2 separate regions of the Pan troglodytes genome follow, and region 1 is linked to region 2. The links are chromatin contacts, called in public Hi-C maps. All regions are on one chromosome and are shown on one strand. Each heading gives the region's core, a stretch centred on a gene start, on an enhancer-like site or on the middle of the called end of the contact. The rest is flanking DNA. Distances are from core to core; before and after follow the strand shown. Region 1 has its middle 19 kb from the start of SFPQ. Region 2 holds the start of KIAA0319L (KIAA0319 like).

What was found. A called contact is a pair of places that touch in the nucleus more often than the background predicts.
Region 1: a contact with region 2 is called in a Hi-C map of stem cell-derived neural progenitor cells, with 5 times the contacts expected there. The contact joins the enhancer-like site here to the promoter of KIAA0319L in region 2. A contact is called at or near these places in 1 of 7 Hi-C or Micro-C datasets (stem cell-derived neural progenitor cells) and 1 of 1 datasets of contacts at active chromatin or transcription factors (stem cell-derived excitatory neurons).

Annotation. Positions count from the first base shown.
Region 1 is chr1:195,773,734-195,780,349 of NHGRI_mPanTro3-v2.0_pri, reverse strand. No RefSeq gene overlaps it. Among named protein-coding and RNA genes, the nearest start is that of SFPQ, 19 kb to the left of the region's middle. Within about 2 kb of position 2,234, at least 14 of the 24 cell types and tissues checked have an H3K27ac peak or open chromatin away from gene starts, as enhancers often do. A contact at or near this core is called in stem cell-derived excitatory neurons and stem cell-derived neural progenitor cells, where this site is marked.
Region 2 is chr1:195,427,511-195,434,630 of NHGRI_mPanTro3-v2.0_pri, reverse strand. KIAA0319L (KIAA0319 like) reads right to left here and starts at 2,947. Exons shown (of 21, transcript XM_024357827.3): 1 at 2,822-2,947. NCDN (neurochondrin) reads left to right here and starts at 2,949. Exons shown (of 8, transcript XM_063782953.1): 1 at 2,949-3,155; 2 at 3,428-3,957; 3 at 4,380-4,520; 4 at 5,599-6,567. The coding sequence starts at 4,398.

The DNA of each region.
Region 1 (6,616 bases), core at 985-3,484, 350 kb before region 2:
TTGGTTTTTGGCAGGCATTCTGTGCACTGCAGGGGAGTGTTTGGGGCAAGCAGGATTAGCTTTCAATATTCTTCAGACCACAAAGGGGATAAGACACTGTGGTGGAAGCCAGGTTGGACACTGGCACTGCAGTAAATGCAGTAAAAGAGCCTCGTCTCACCTGCTTCCCCCCAGACAGGCCCAGACTGAGGCCTTAGCTCCAGGCTTACTGCCACTCTTCAAGGCTCTCATTATTATTGAATAACCTACCTTGGGCTCCATGAGCACCTTACTAACACAGGGGGCATGCCTATAAATCCCTTTGCCATCCTTCATTGCCCTATTCAGGATCAAGGTTGTGAGGATTAAGTGAAATAATGCATATTTAGTAAAATGCCCGCCAAGAAATGTCAGCTATTTTTTCTTCAGCACCTCCATGCTCATGTGACCAGGAATGCAGTGGGCATGGATTGATTAAAGGCCGCCTTCCTGGGACTTCCTTGGGCAGAGTCCATCATTTCTCCTTTGGGCTCCTAAATCTCCTGTTCTTTGTTTGTCACTATACTTACCACTCTACATTCTGTTTCAATTGTCTGCTTACTTGTGTGTTTCCTCCACATGGTTGTGAGTTCTTTGAAGGCAGAGATCACGTTTATCTTTTTTTTTTTTTTTTTGAGATGGAGTCTCGCTCTGTTGCCCAGGCTGGAGTGCAGTGGCACCATCTTGGCTCACTGCAACCTCTGCCTCTCGGGTTCAAGCGATTTCCTGCTTCAGCCTCCCGAGTAGCTGGGATTACAGATGCCTGCTACTGCACCTGGCTAATTTTTGTATTTTTAGTAGAGATGAGGTTTCACCATGTTGGTCAGGCTGGTCTCGAACTACTGACCTCAAGAGATCCACCCATCTCAGCCTCCCAAAGTGCTGGGATTACAGGCGTGAGCCACCATGCTCAGCCCGGGATCATGTTTTTCATCTGTGAATTCATATCTTAGGTGCTTGATGAATGTTTCATGACTGTTAAATAAAGTGAAGTATGTTGAAAAAAGTGTGCATTTTAGAGTCTTTTTTATTTTCTTTTCTGGCGACTTTTTTTTTTTTTTTTTTTTTGAGACGGAGTCTCACTCTGTGGCCCAGGCTGGAGTGCAATGGTGCAATCTTGGCTCGCTGCAATCTCAGCCTCCTGAGTAGCTGGGACTACAGGTGCATGCCACCATGTCCAGCTAAGTTTTGTATTTTTTGTAGAGACAGGGTTTCACCATGTTGCCTAGGCTGATCTCAAACTCCTGAGCTCAAGCGATCCACCAGCCTCAGCCTCCCAAAGTGCTGGGATGACAGGTGTGACCCACCACACCTGGCTGCATTTTAGAATCTTTATAGGCCTGGATTTGAATCCCAGCCTCATCAATATAGCTGTGTAACTGTAGTAAGTTGCTTCTCTCAGAGTTTCGTCACCTAAAAACGGGGGCAATCATGACTCCCTTGTGGCATTGTTGTGAGGATTAACAAGGACAGAATAAGAAAACATGTATCCCCAGGACCTGGCCAATTTTAGGTGCTCAGTAAATGTGTTCCTTTCTAATAAGCAAAAGAGATGGAAACACAAATCTGGAGCCTGAGTTTCCTTCACTTGTAAAATTCTCATGGAGTCAGAATACATGAGGTCAATGTAAAGTACTCTGATGTCTTTGGCTAAGCAATGGTGCATTAGTTGAAGGAAAAGTCGTGTGTTTTATTCCTGTGCTTAATGAAGCCCTCTCTGATAGTCTGACCTCACGGATGTAAATACATTCTCCTTGGAGTTCATTCAAGGAATGCCACTCACAGGAGGGAGGGCCCAGGGAGGGAGTCATCAGGGAGGCCTGGGGCCAATCCCCCACCCCAGGCAGCTGCATTTTTTCCCAGTCCTCTATGTGGACACCAATAGACCCTGCTAAGTGCATCCTCCTCCTCCCCCCGGAGCTTCTTATGAGCCACCCCAACAAGACCAAGCCTGGAAACAGGACTCAGGATTCACCAGGCCTGGCGGATGGCTGACAGCAAGGACTGAGTCTGACAGAGGAGACTGTCTTTTAAACAGACACACATCTGAGGCAGAGAGTGAAAGATGATGAGAAGGAGAAAGAAACCAGAAGGGTAAGTGGAGAGATTTTCCTACGAACGCCGATGTAAGCCAGATTCTTTGGTTGCCAGTACCTCCTCCGCAGTCCGGCATCGCCCACCTTGCAGCCCTCCCCCACTGCCTTTGTACAGCGTGCTGAATTTAGACCGCGAGCCACGTGCCTGCTGCCTCTTCAGAGCCCTCCTGGGAGTGAGGATCTGATGCTTCTGCAGCAGCCCGGTAATCCACTGCACAAAGTTAAACAGCCTGCGTCCTCTCTTCTCTGCAGCTGGCCTCCATTATCTGGAGTTAATGGCCAAAACTATGAACAGCATATTCATAACACTGGATTAAATCCCGCAGCAACCCCTTTGGGCCATCATTTCAGCACCCGTCCACCACCGGCCACTGCCTTCTTTCCAAATGCCTTCCCACTGTTGCCTACTCCGGGGAGAATGGCCTCTTTTACTCCCTCTGTCTCCCCCGAGTTAACAAGTTTTTTTCAGAAAATTACCTCAGCCTCACAAGTCTGAAATCCTTGATTCTGAAAAAAGCTCAAAACCCTTATTTCTAAAACTTTAGCACCTCCCACCTCTTTTCTTGGGATCTCTTATCCAACTCTGTAAGAAAATTCCCCTATGCTATTTTCTCATGCTCTCAGCATTCTCAAGGAATTGCCTACCTCCAGATGTCTGAAACCAGTTTCTTGGTCATGAAAGAAAAAATAAATAAATAACAAAAAACATTTCAGGCAATAGAAACAAATTTACTCTTGAGAGGCAATGTAGTGTAGCTATTAAGAAGGACAGAGACTCTAAGGCCAGGCAAGATGGCACATGTCTGTAATCCCAGTGCTTTGGGAGGCTGAGGCTAGGGGATTGCTTGAGCCCAAGAGTTCAAGATCAGCCTGGGAAACATAGCAAGATCCTGTCTCTACAAAAATTTTAAAGATTAGCCGAGCATGGTGGTGCACACATGTAGTCCTAGCTACTCTTGAGAGGCTGAGTTGGGAGGATCACTTGAGCCCAGGAGGTCAAGGCTGCAGTGAGCTATGATCACATCATCACTGCATTCCAGCATGGCAACAGAGTGAAATGCTGTCTCAAAAAAAAAAAAAAGTGGTGCGTAGACTCTAGATTGTCTAGGTGTTGAATCCTGGGTCTGCCGCTTACTAACTAGTTGTAAATGTTTTGTTAAGTCTCCCTTTTTGTTGTTGTTCTCTCTCTCTCTCTCTCTCTCTCTCTGTGTGTGTGTGTGTGTGTGTGTGTGTGTGTGTGTGTTTCTTTTGTGTTTTTTAGAGACAAGGTCTTTCACTCTGTCACCCAGGCTGGAGTGCAGTGGTGCGATTATAGCTCACTGTAGTCTCAAACTCCTGGGTTCAAGGGATCATCCTTACTCAGCTTTCCAAGTAGTTAGGACTACAGGTATGCATCACCACACCCGGCTAATTTCAAAATGTTTTGTAGAGATGAGGCCTTGTTATGGCTGGTCTCAAACTCCTGGCCTCAAGCAATCCTCCCACCTCAAGCAATCCTCCCCGCTCAGCCTCCCAAAGTGCTGGGATTGCAGGCCTGAGCCACCATACCCAGCCTGGCTTTGTTAAATCTCTTAACCTCTCAGGGCTTCAGTTTCTTCAATATGAAATGCAAGAATACTGATAATATTTACCTTTATCATCAGGAAGATTAGATGACTGTTTAAAGCACATAGAACAGCAGATAGCACATAAAACATACTGGAAAAATGCATGCTATTGTTTTACTGGAATGTAGATTTGAACACCAGTAAATAGATGGCAACTGGAACTTACATCCCAGATCATTCTGAGAAGCCATCATTCCCAGTCTATTTTATTTATTGAGACAGAGTTTCACTCTGTCGCCCACCCCAGTACATTCTGAGAAGCCATCATTCCCGGTCTATTTTATTTATTGAGACTGAGTTTCGCTCCGTTGCCCAGGCTGGAGTGAAGTGGCATGATCTCAGCTCACTGCCACCTCCGCCCCCAGGGTTCAAGCAATTCTCCTGCCTTAGCCTCCCAAGTAGCTGGGATTACAGGTGTGTGCCACCACGCCTAGCCAATTTTTGTAATTTTAGTAGAGATAGGGTTTTGCCATGTTGGCCAGGCTGGTCTCAAACTCCTGACCTGAGGTGATCCACCTGCCTTGGCCTCCCAAATTGCTGGGATTACAGGCATGAGCCACCGTGCCTGGCCATTCCCAGTCTATTTAAACCCTATTGCAACCTTATCCCACTCTCCGATCTGGTCACCTGAATGCTTAATCTTACAAGGGTAAAGTACCTCTCATCAGTGAAAGAGGCTAAATGAACCCATGTGGTCAGAACTTTTTTGGTGAAACAGTAGTGGCTCAATTTCTAGATTTGAAAATATTTCAACTCGTGGAAATGAGAATGTCTGCAGAGTTGAATGAAGGAAGAGCAGGCCTCAAGAAGGAGAACAAGGACTGATTCAGAGGTTAGAAGGGTTGGCAGTGTCCACAAGCACAACTAAAGACGAGCTCAAATGCCTTGAAATTTTGCCCTTGTCTCAAACACGTTACGGTAGTTGTTACTCTGGAAGTCACCGATATCCCCTTTGAGCCAGTCCAGGCCTTTCTTCAGCCTTCATCCTTCTTGCAGAGGCCAGCTGTCACTTCTTGCTCCACACCAAAGCCTTTAAGTCCTAAGAGGTATGTTAAGGGCACAATGGCAAGGACACAGTCAAAAGGTTACAGGAAAGCTCTACAATGCCACAGAACCATGGAGATAATACCCAGGCCACAGAAAATGGAGGAAAAGGAATACAACTGTACCAAAAGTGGCTGGGACAGCTTTATTGCCTTCTCCCTTTTTTCTTTTGTATTTGTTTTCCCTACATTAGATTGGGGAGAGACTTTTCTTGGGAGGAGGTAACAGATTATAAATATATAGAGAAGTTTATAATGTTTTTGTTTCATGGCACTTACTGAATTTATCATTTTACTGATTGTTTTCTTGTGTTTTTTTGTTTGTTTGTTTGCTTTTGTTTTTGTTTTTTGAGATAGAGTCTCACTCTGTCACCCAGGCTGGAGTGCAGTGGCACAATCTCGGCTCGCTGCAACCTCCACCTCCTGGATTCAAGGGATTCTCCTGCCTCAGCCTCCTAAGTAGCTAGGATTACAGGTGCCTACCACCACGCCCGGCTAACTTTTGTATTTTTGGTAGAGATGGGTTTTCACCATGTTGGCCAGGCTGGTCTCGAACTCCTGACCTCAGATAAACTGCCCACCCTGGCCTCTCAAAGTACTGGGATTACAAGTGTGAGCCACTGCGCCAGGTTTCTTGTTTTTTTGTCTGTTACCCCACTACAATGTAAGCTCCAGGAGGGGCAAGAACAGGCCCCTCTGTCCTGCTCATCTTTCTATCCCCTGCAACCAACAGAATGCCTGGCATATTGTTATAGATACTAACATAGAAAACAAACTATGCAAATGCTAGAAGGAGATATTAGGAAACATTTATTTTTCTATTCTTGGGGTTCATAAAACCTTCCTTAACAAAAAAGAAGATCAAGAAGCCATGAAGAAAAAGATCACTAGATCTGACTACATAAAAAATGTAGGGCCAGGCACGGTGGCTTACACCTGTAATCCCAGCACTTTGGGAGGCCGAGGCAGGTGGATCACCTGAGGTCAGGAGTTCAGACCAGCCTGGCCAACATGGTGAAACCCCGTCTCTACTAAAAATACAAAAATTAGCTGGACATGGTGGCAGGCGCCTGTAATCTCAGCTACTTGGAAGGCTGAGGCACGAGAATCACTTGAACCAGGAGGCAGAGGTTGCAGTAAGCCAAGATGGCGTCATTGCTCTCCAGCCTGGGCAACAAGAGCGAAACTCTGTTTCAAATCAAAAAAAAATTTTTTTTAGACATTCTATCTGAAGAGTAATAACATAATAACCAGCAATTATTTATCACTTTATACATGCCAATTTCTGTTCTAAGCAATTTACATGTCTTAACTCATTTAAGCATCCTAGTGATCTTATGATGCAAGCATTATGATTATCTGCCTTTTATAGATAGTAAATGGAGGCACAACAAGATTAAATACTTTGGCCAGGTGTGGTGGCTCATGCCTGTAATCCCAGCACTTTGGGAGGCCGAGGCGGGTGGATCACAGGGTCAGGAGTTCAAGACCAGCCTGGCCAACATGGTGAAACCCCCGTCTCTACTAAAAATATGAAAATTATCCAGGCATGGTGGTGGGTGCGTGTAATCCCAGCTACTTGGGAGGCTGAGATAGGAGAATCACTTGAACCTGGGAGGCAGAGGTTGCAGTGAGCCGAGATTGCACCATTGCATTCCAGCTTGGGTGAGGAGAGTGAAACTTCGGCTCCAAAAAAAAAAAAAAGATTAAATCTTTTGCTAGAGATCATATAGCTATTAAGTGGTGGAGCCCAGTTTTGAACTCATCCAGTCTGGTTCCAGGGTTCATACTCTTGACCATTACATTATAGTTGCCCCTGAAAGAAACACATGGCAAACAAAAAGGTAGTCTT
Region 2 (7,120 bases), core at 1,698-4,197:
GAATCCACTGAAAACTGAAACTTTATATTCCTTTTTTTTTTTTTTAATCTAACAGTAAATCACCTATGTGGTAGAATGGAAAGAGTACCAGCCCGCAGACAAGAAGATCTCTGAGTTTTAGTTGCAGTTCTGCTACTAACAGCTTTGTGACTTTGACCAAACACACTTTCTTACTTTTGAGGAGAAGAGGTTGCACCCTCAGAGGTAAAGTAACCTGAGGGTTATGTCTGGCCCAGTATTTTTTAAATTTCTGAATGCAAATGTCTTCAGGCAGGGCATGCACTCTCCAGTCTGCTACTGTCTCCGCCCACCACTATTATCATGAAAATCTATTCAATTTACACCTCAATGCTACCCACCCCAATCCCTGCATTCAACAGATACTTACATCAGGCACTATGCTGGCTACTCCAGAATCTAGGGGCTGGATTATTTAGGTCTCTTCCAGCAGAAAAACTCATTTACCATAAAATTTTCCCCTCATATAAAACTTTGCTATATTGTCTAAATTAGTACGTAAATATTGGCAACATTATGAGGGTTGACTGAGTTCTGAAGAAGCAATTCAAAAACTTCTGTCCAACTATGTACCTGTCATCTACATCCAGCAAACGACACAGGCTGCCAACCCCTAACTCCTATCCACGGCCAGCATACAGGGAGATCAGCATTGCCTGGGCTGGATACCAATGCTGACTAATACCAAGAAACAGCCACAGACATACACACAGCTGCAAAACTAAGGTGCAGCCCACCCAAGAAAAGGCTTTTGCAGAACCACATGCATCTGAAGGACTTCATTGTTCTCATTCACTTCCATCCATTCCTATTTCTAGTTGTTTTGTAGTTGTATTTCAGGGAGCAGGGGGCAGAAAGGAGGTGTGTGGGCCAGAGACATGTTCAAGAGATTATGAAATGGAGCCTAAGTTAGAAAGTACATCCAGCAATTTCTCTAGCCTCCCAAGAGGGAACGAGTGAGTATGCATGTGTGCGTGTATGTGTGTGTATGAATCTTACCCAACACATTTCTGCCTACCACAAAAGGATTTAAAACTCAAGGTGACTCAACAGCTGTCATCAATAGCCTGACAGGTGGGTGGGAGAAGCAGAAAAGAAATGAATAGCTTTTGAAAAATGGAGTAATAAACACCACTGGACTAACAAGCTGATTAGAAGTGCCATGTCTAATAAATCCTGCGTCTAAGAGAAAGGCAGAGTTAATTTCATTTGAACTCCTAACCAGTCATTCCTCTGAAACCTATAATTGCCTAAGGGCACAAATCACTGCTAGGGTCCAGTTAAAGGCTTGCTGACCAAACGCAAGAACAACAACACATCACCAAGATCCGAATAGTTTGTTACTGAATCAAAGGGTAACAACCCAGGGAGAGAACACACACCCCCACAATACTTGACAAATGAAAATCTAGAAAAGCTCACAATAGTTCTGGCATTTAGGGCGTTACAAGTACACCCAAAATAAAAGCACTCTCTGTTGCAGCAGCTGTTCAGACAGAGCAGGGGGTAATGTTTACTTAATACTTCAGGTTGATGGGGGATGTATCACAGTTCAGTCTGTCAACTACATACGTGGAACTCCATTTATGTACACAGCGATAAGATATGTTTGAACAACGATGGAGCACGTCTGAAACAGCCTATTCAGTTGGTATGAGTAATCGAGAATAAAGCTCTTTTTAAAAAAGTCTCAGATATTTGGGAAAGTTACAGAACAGACTGCCATGAATAGCTTTGCTTATATTTGCAGACACTGTTTTCCAAATAGCTGGAAAAATGAACAGATTGTTCTGGGAGGTCGTCTTTCCAATTTGTTCCTAGTTTTCAGTCTGTTAATCACAGGAGAGAGCACAAGGAGAGTCAGCTAATGCTCTTCACTAACTGCAACTACTGTCAGTTGGACACAACCACTATGAGACCAGAAGCCAAAGAGTTCCTGGAATCCCGCCAGAGATTATCAATTTTGACTTCCTTCATTTCACCTTTGTGCTCACTGCAGCCACTACAGGACCCTCTGTGAGGCATAATTTTCAAAATCCTAGATGAGGCAGGTTTCACATTATAATGGACACATCGTGCTCAACCCCATCCCCTCTTCATTCTGCACCAACTTTCTATCTCGGTGGAGAGACCAAACATCAGAGACAGCAACTAAAGACTAGGCTGCAGAGGTCGAAGGTGGAAGAAGGACGGCAGCGCCCCGAACCCCGGCTGTCTGCCTGGCTCTCAGGGGATGGAGGGAGCTGCATGACTAGGCCCAGGCCCGAGAGAAGCGGGGTTCAGCCTGGGACCCAAGCTGCACACCTGCAAGGACAGAAGCAGCTGGCTGCCCTGGCCGAGCCAGGGGCGCCACCTCAGGACCCAACATCCGGCCAGCGCACCCGCTGACATCGCCCGTCCCGCTTGCCCCTCCCCTGAGCTCATGGTCCTCGGCCTGGCAGCCAGCCGCCCCCGGCCACCTACCGGGGCTCAGGGCCACATAGCGGGGCCCCGGCTCTCGGCGGCCTCCGCCTCCTCCTGGTCCATGGGCTCGGGGACCCCCAACCTTCGCTCCCCTCACCCGGAGGAGGAGGAAGAGGAAAAAGGTAGTGCGGGCTCCCCACCCGGACAGCTACCTCTCGCCTCAGCCTCCCTGGACAGCGACGGCGGCCGGAAACACCGCCTCCTCCCACCTCCCCGGAACCGACCCGGAAACACACTCTCCGTGCTAACCAAGCCCTCCCGCCCCTCCCCCGGGAAGGGCAATGCCGGCCGCGAGACCAAGGGGGAGGAGGGGCAGTGCTGGGCGGGTAAAACTACGCACAAGCGAAGGAATCTGGGCCCCCAGCCTCTCGCCGCCCGCTCTCCAGAGGCAGTCTGCACCTTGCCTCCTTCGCTCGAGCCCCAGGCCCCAGACTCGGGCAATACCCACAAGCAAGATGGCGGCAACGGTGGCACCCCCTACTGCTTAGCACCCTGACTTGCCATTGGCCAGAGCCCGGAGTGAAGCAGCCGCGGATTGGTCAAGAGCGGTGCGGGGGTGGGGGTGGAGCTGCAGCAGCCTGGAGCCAGGAGTGGGCAACGCGGCGTGAGCAGCGGCCCGAGGCTCCCGGAGCATCGCGCTGGGAGAAGACTTCGCCGCTCGGGGCAGCAGCCTGGTGAGCTCAGCCCCCTTCGGGCCCTCCCCTGCATCCCAGCCGGGGCCTCTCCGAGCCGGCGCTGATCGATGCCGACACACCCCGGGGACCCTATCGCGACTCCATCGCGCCATATCGCGACACCATCGTGCCCTGTCGAGACTCCATTTTGTCACAGCCCTTTTCAATATATATCTTTTTTTTTTTTAATTTGCCCTGTCATCTTTGGGGGCTGTCTCCCATGTCGTGATTTTGACGTGATCTCTCCGTGATATCACCGCGCCATCGTGAAGTGTGATCTCATCGCCGCCCTGTCGTGACTTCATCAATGTCGTGTTGTGACCTGGCTGCGGCGGGACAGGTGGTGACCGCCAGGAACCCTCCTCCCCTTCTCATCTCCCCATCTCAGCAGCCCCGCTTCGATTATCCGGCTTTTGGATTCTCCGTTGTCCTGGGAACTATCCGGGACCCCCTCTTGCTTCTCCAGCCCCTGCCGGCATCCACAGGCTGGTAGCGGGACGGGGAGGGCGAGAAGAGGGAGCGCAAGGGGTTAATTCTGCTGCTGCCGCCGCTGCTGCTGCTGCTGCTGCAGCCTCTACCCGAGGGAGGGAAAGGAGAGGAGGCAAGGAGCCTGCGGGGGCGACTGAGAGCCCTGGCTGGAGGGGTGGGGTCCCCAAAGGGGCCTCCAAGCCTTCCCTGTTGAGCATCTTGTATTCTCACTTCTGAAGCGTATCTCTGCCTCTGAAGAAGGGAGGGGAAAGGAAGCCTGGGGTGTCCTTTTCTCCCATGTCAGCCTGAGTCCGGATAATCGAACTTCACCCATGTATGTCTCCATTTCTCCCTGTCTGTCCTCACCACTCACTCCCTCTGTGTCCCTGTGGAGGGAGATAAAACCCAGCCTCTGGTGCCAGGGGGACAGCTGAGCAGTGGGGCCAGCCCCCGCCCACCCCCAGGAGACTGGTGAGGAGAGCTGTCCGGCTGAGCAGCAGCATGCATGGTCCTTCTTTCCCGCTTTCTGGAGGTGACCTTGGACCAGGGTCCCTTCTTTATCCCTAAGGATTTGCAGATCCAGCTCCTTAAAGGGGCTTCCCGGGGGGAGGTCAGTCCTGAGGAGTCCACCCCTCCAGATTCTCTCCTCCCCTCCCTCTGTGCTAATCCCTCCCTCCCTCCATCTTCCACTCTCACCCCCACCCCACCCCCGTCCCTCCTCTGCAGAGGGATGCTCAGTCCCTCTTGTGTTCACAGTTGGGCAAGGCGAGCATCATGGCCTCGGATTGCGAGCCAGCTCTGAACCAGGCAGAGGGCCGAAACCCCACCCTGGAGCGCTACCTGGGAGCCCTCCGTGAGGCCAAGAATGACAGCGAGCAGTTTGCAGCCCTGCTGCTAGTAAGGAACTGGCTGAAAATTGGGAGGTGGGAAGAGCTGGGTGGTTGGGCCCCCAAGGAATGGGGTCAGTGAGTCCCCAAGGATATGTACGTAGTGCTAGCAACCCTGGAGGCACCAACGAAGGCCCAAGACCCCTACCTTTGTGCTCTTTTTTGCTCCCCCTGAGAATGGGGGCAAAGAGGAGAATGGGACTGAATAAGGCTGTGGCACTAGGGGCTGCCTGGGTCTGTTTTCTGGGGTGTCCCAGAGCAGATGGAAGCTGACTCATAGGGTAACAGCAGCAGGTAGTAACTAGTGCAGAGTACTTGAGGGCTGGGGATGGTTGTTCTGGGCCTGGAGAGAGTAGCAGGGCTGGAAGTGGCTGGGGAGGGGTCCTAGGGGAAGGCCAGGACGGCAGTAGGTAGGTTAAGGAATGGGAGCTAGTTTGGGGCTTAGCCTTTTTGGAGGAACCCAAGCTGGGGACAGCAGAGCAGAAGCTGCAGTGCTAGGAAGGGGGGGTTGTGTGTGGGGGGTGAAGGGAGGAGGGAGTACAGCCGCTGCTTGTTTGCCATGGCAACAAGGAGAAGGCTCTGGAGTCAAGGGCTCACACTGCAGCAGAGGAGGTGTTTAGGTGAAATGTAAGGGGAAATGTTTTGACAGGCGGAGCGGCGAGACACAGGAGCCATTTCCCCTGAGAAGGTGGCAGAAATGGATCAGGGGCTTCTCTGGAGGGAGCAATTAAGGAAGGACTTTAAATCCTTGGGAGATCTTAAAACATTGAGTTCTAAGCCCCTTCCATCCCAGGTTGTGGGCATTTAGACATCAGGAAGAACTTCTCAACTGGCCAGGTGTTGAAATGCTCAAATGAATGGTTGAGGAAGACTAGACCTCACTTCCATGGGACAGTCACAGATGAGAGGGATCCCAGAGGTCACATTTATCTGCCTCTAAGGAGAAAAAAGGAGCTGGATGAAATGACCTCAGATGAGTCCTGTTGCATAACCTCATCTTGCTAGTCCTCAGTGCCCCGGGATGCAGGAGAGGGACAGTCTTTCCCACTTCTTCCTTTCATCCTGATGATAGCACATACCCCCTATAGGTGACCAAGGCAGTCAAAGCAGGTGACATAGATGCCAAAACTCGGCGGCGGATCTTCGATGCTGTCGGCTTCACCTTCCCCAATCGTCTCCTGACCACCAAGGAGGCGCCGGATGGCTGCCCTGACCATGTTCTGCGGGCTTTGGGTGTGGCCCTGCTGGCCTGCTTCTGCAGTGACCCTGAACTGGCCGCCCATCCCCAAGTCCTGAACAAGATTCCCATTCTTAGCACCTTCCTCACAGCCCGGGGGGACCCGGACGATGCTGCCCGCCGCTCCATGATTGATGACACCTACCAGTGCCTGACGGCTGTAGCAGGCACACCCAGAGGGCCTCGGCACCTCATTGCTGGTGGCACCGTGTCTGCCCTATGCCAGGCATACCTGGGGCACGGCTATGGCTTTGACCAGGCCCTGGCACTCCTGGTGGGGCTGCTGGCTGCTGCCGAGACACAGTGCTGGAAGGAGGCGGAGCCCGACCTGCTGGCCGTGTTGCGGGGCCTCAGTGAGGATTTCCAGAAAGCTGAGGATGCCAGCAAGTTTGAGCTCTGCCAGCTGCTGCCCCTCTTTTTGCCCCCGACAACCGTGCCCCCTGAATGCTACCGGGATCTGCAGGCCGGGCTGGCACGCATCCTGGGAAGCAAGCTGAGCTCCTGGCAGCGCAACCCTGCACTGAAGCTGGCAGCCCGCCTGGCACACGCCTGCGGCTCCGACTGGATCCCGGCGGGCAGCTCCGGGAGCAAGTTCCTGGCCCTGCTGGTGAATCTGGCGTGCGTGGAAGTGCGGCTGGCACTGGAGGAGACGGGCACGGAGGTGAAAGAGGATGTGGTGACCGCCTGCTATGCCCTCATGGAGTTGGGGATCCAGGAATGCACTCGCTGTGAGCAGTCACTGCTTAAGGAGCCACAGAAGGTGCAGCTCGTGAGCGTCATGAAGGAGGCCATAGGGGCTGTTATCCACTACCTGCTGCAGGTGAGGGTGCAGTGACCCACAGAGGGGGCCCAGTATGGGGGGAGCCAGTGCTGGAGCTGGGAGGCAAGCGGGAGGAGAATAATGGGGAGACAGCGAAGCTGCATGTCCACACAAGCTGATACTGTAGCCAGCACTCCAGGGAGTAGCGTGCGGCCCAACCTCCCTCTCTCTCCCTCCCTCCACACAAGCACCATACCACACACCATATGTGCACTCACATCACAGTACACACACACGCACACACACACAACACAGTAACCTCCCACTCAAACGCTCCCCCCAATACACACACACTACACGCCACACACCTCTCCCCAACACATGCACACAAGATTGAAGCAGTCTGTTCTGCTCACTCCATAGCATTGTTTTATACACGCACACACCCGAACTTCTAATGGTGCAGGGAAGAGAAGCAGGGCTGCCTGGTTCCTGGCCTCTGTAGAGGTCTGGCTAGATCAATTCTCCTGCCTCCCCTACATCCCCTCCTGCCTCCCCGCCTGAGAGGCCAGCTGTCCTGTCCCACAGGGATTCAGTCATGACTCTGGTCTCT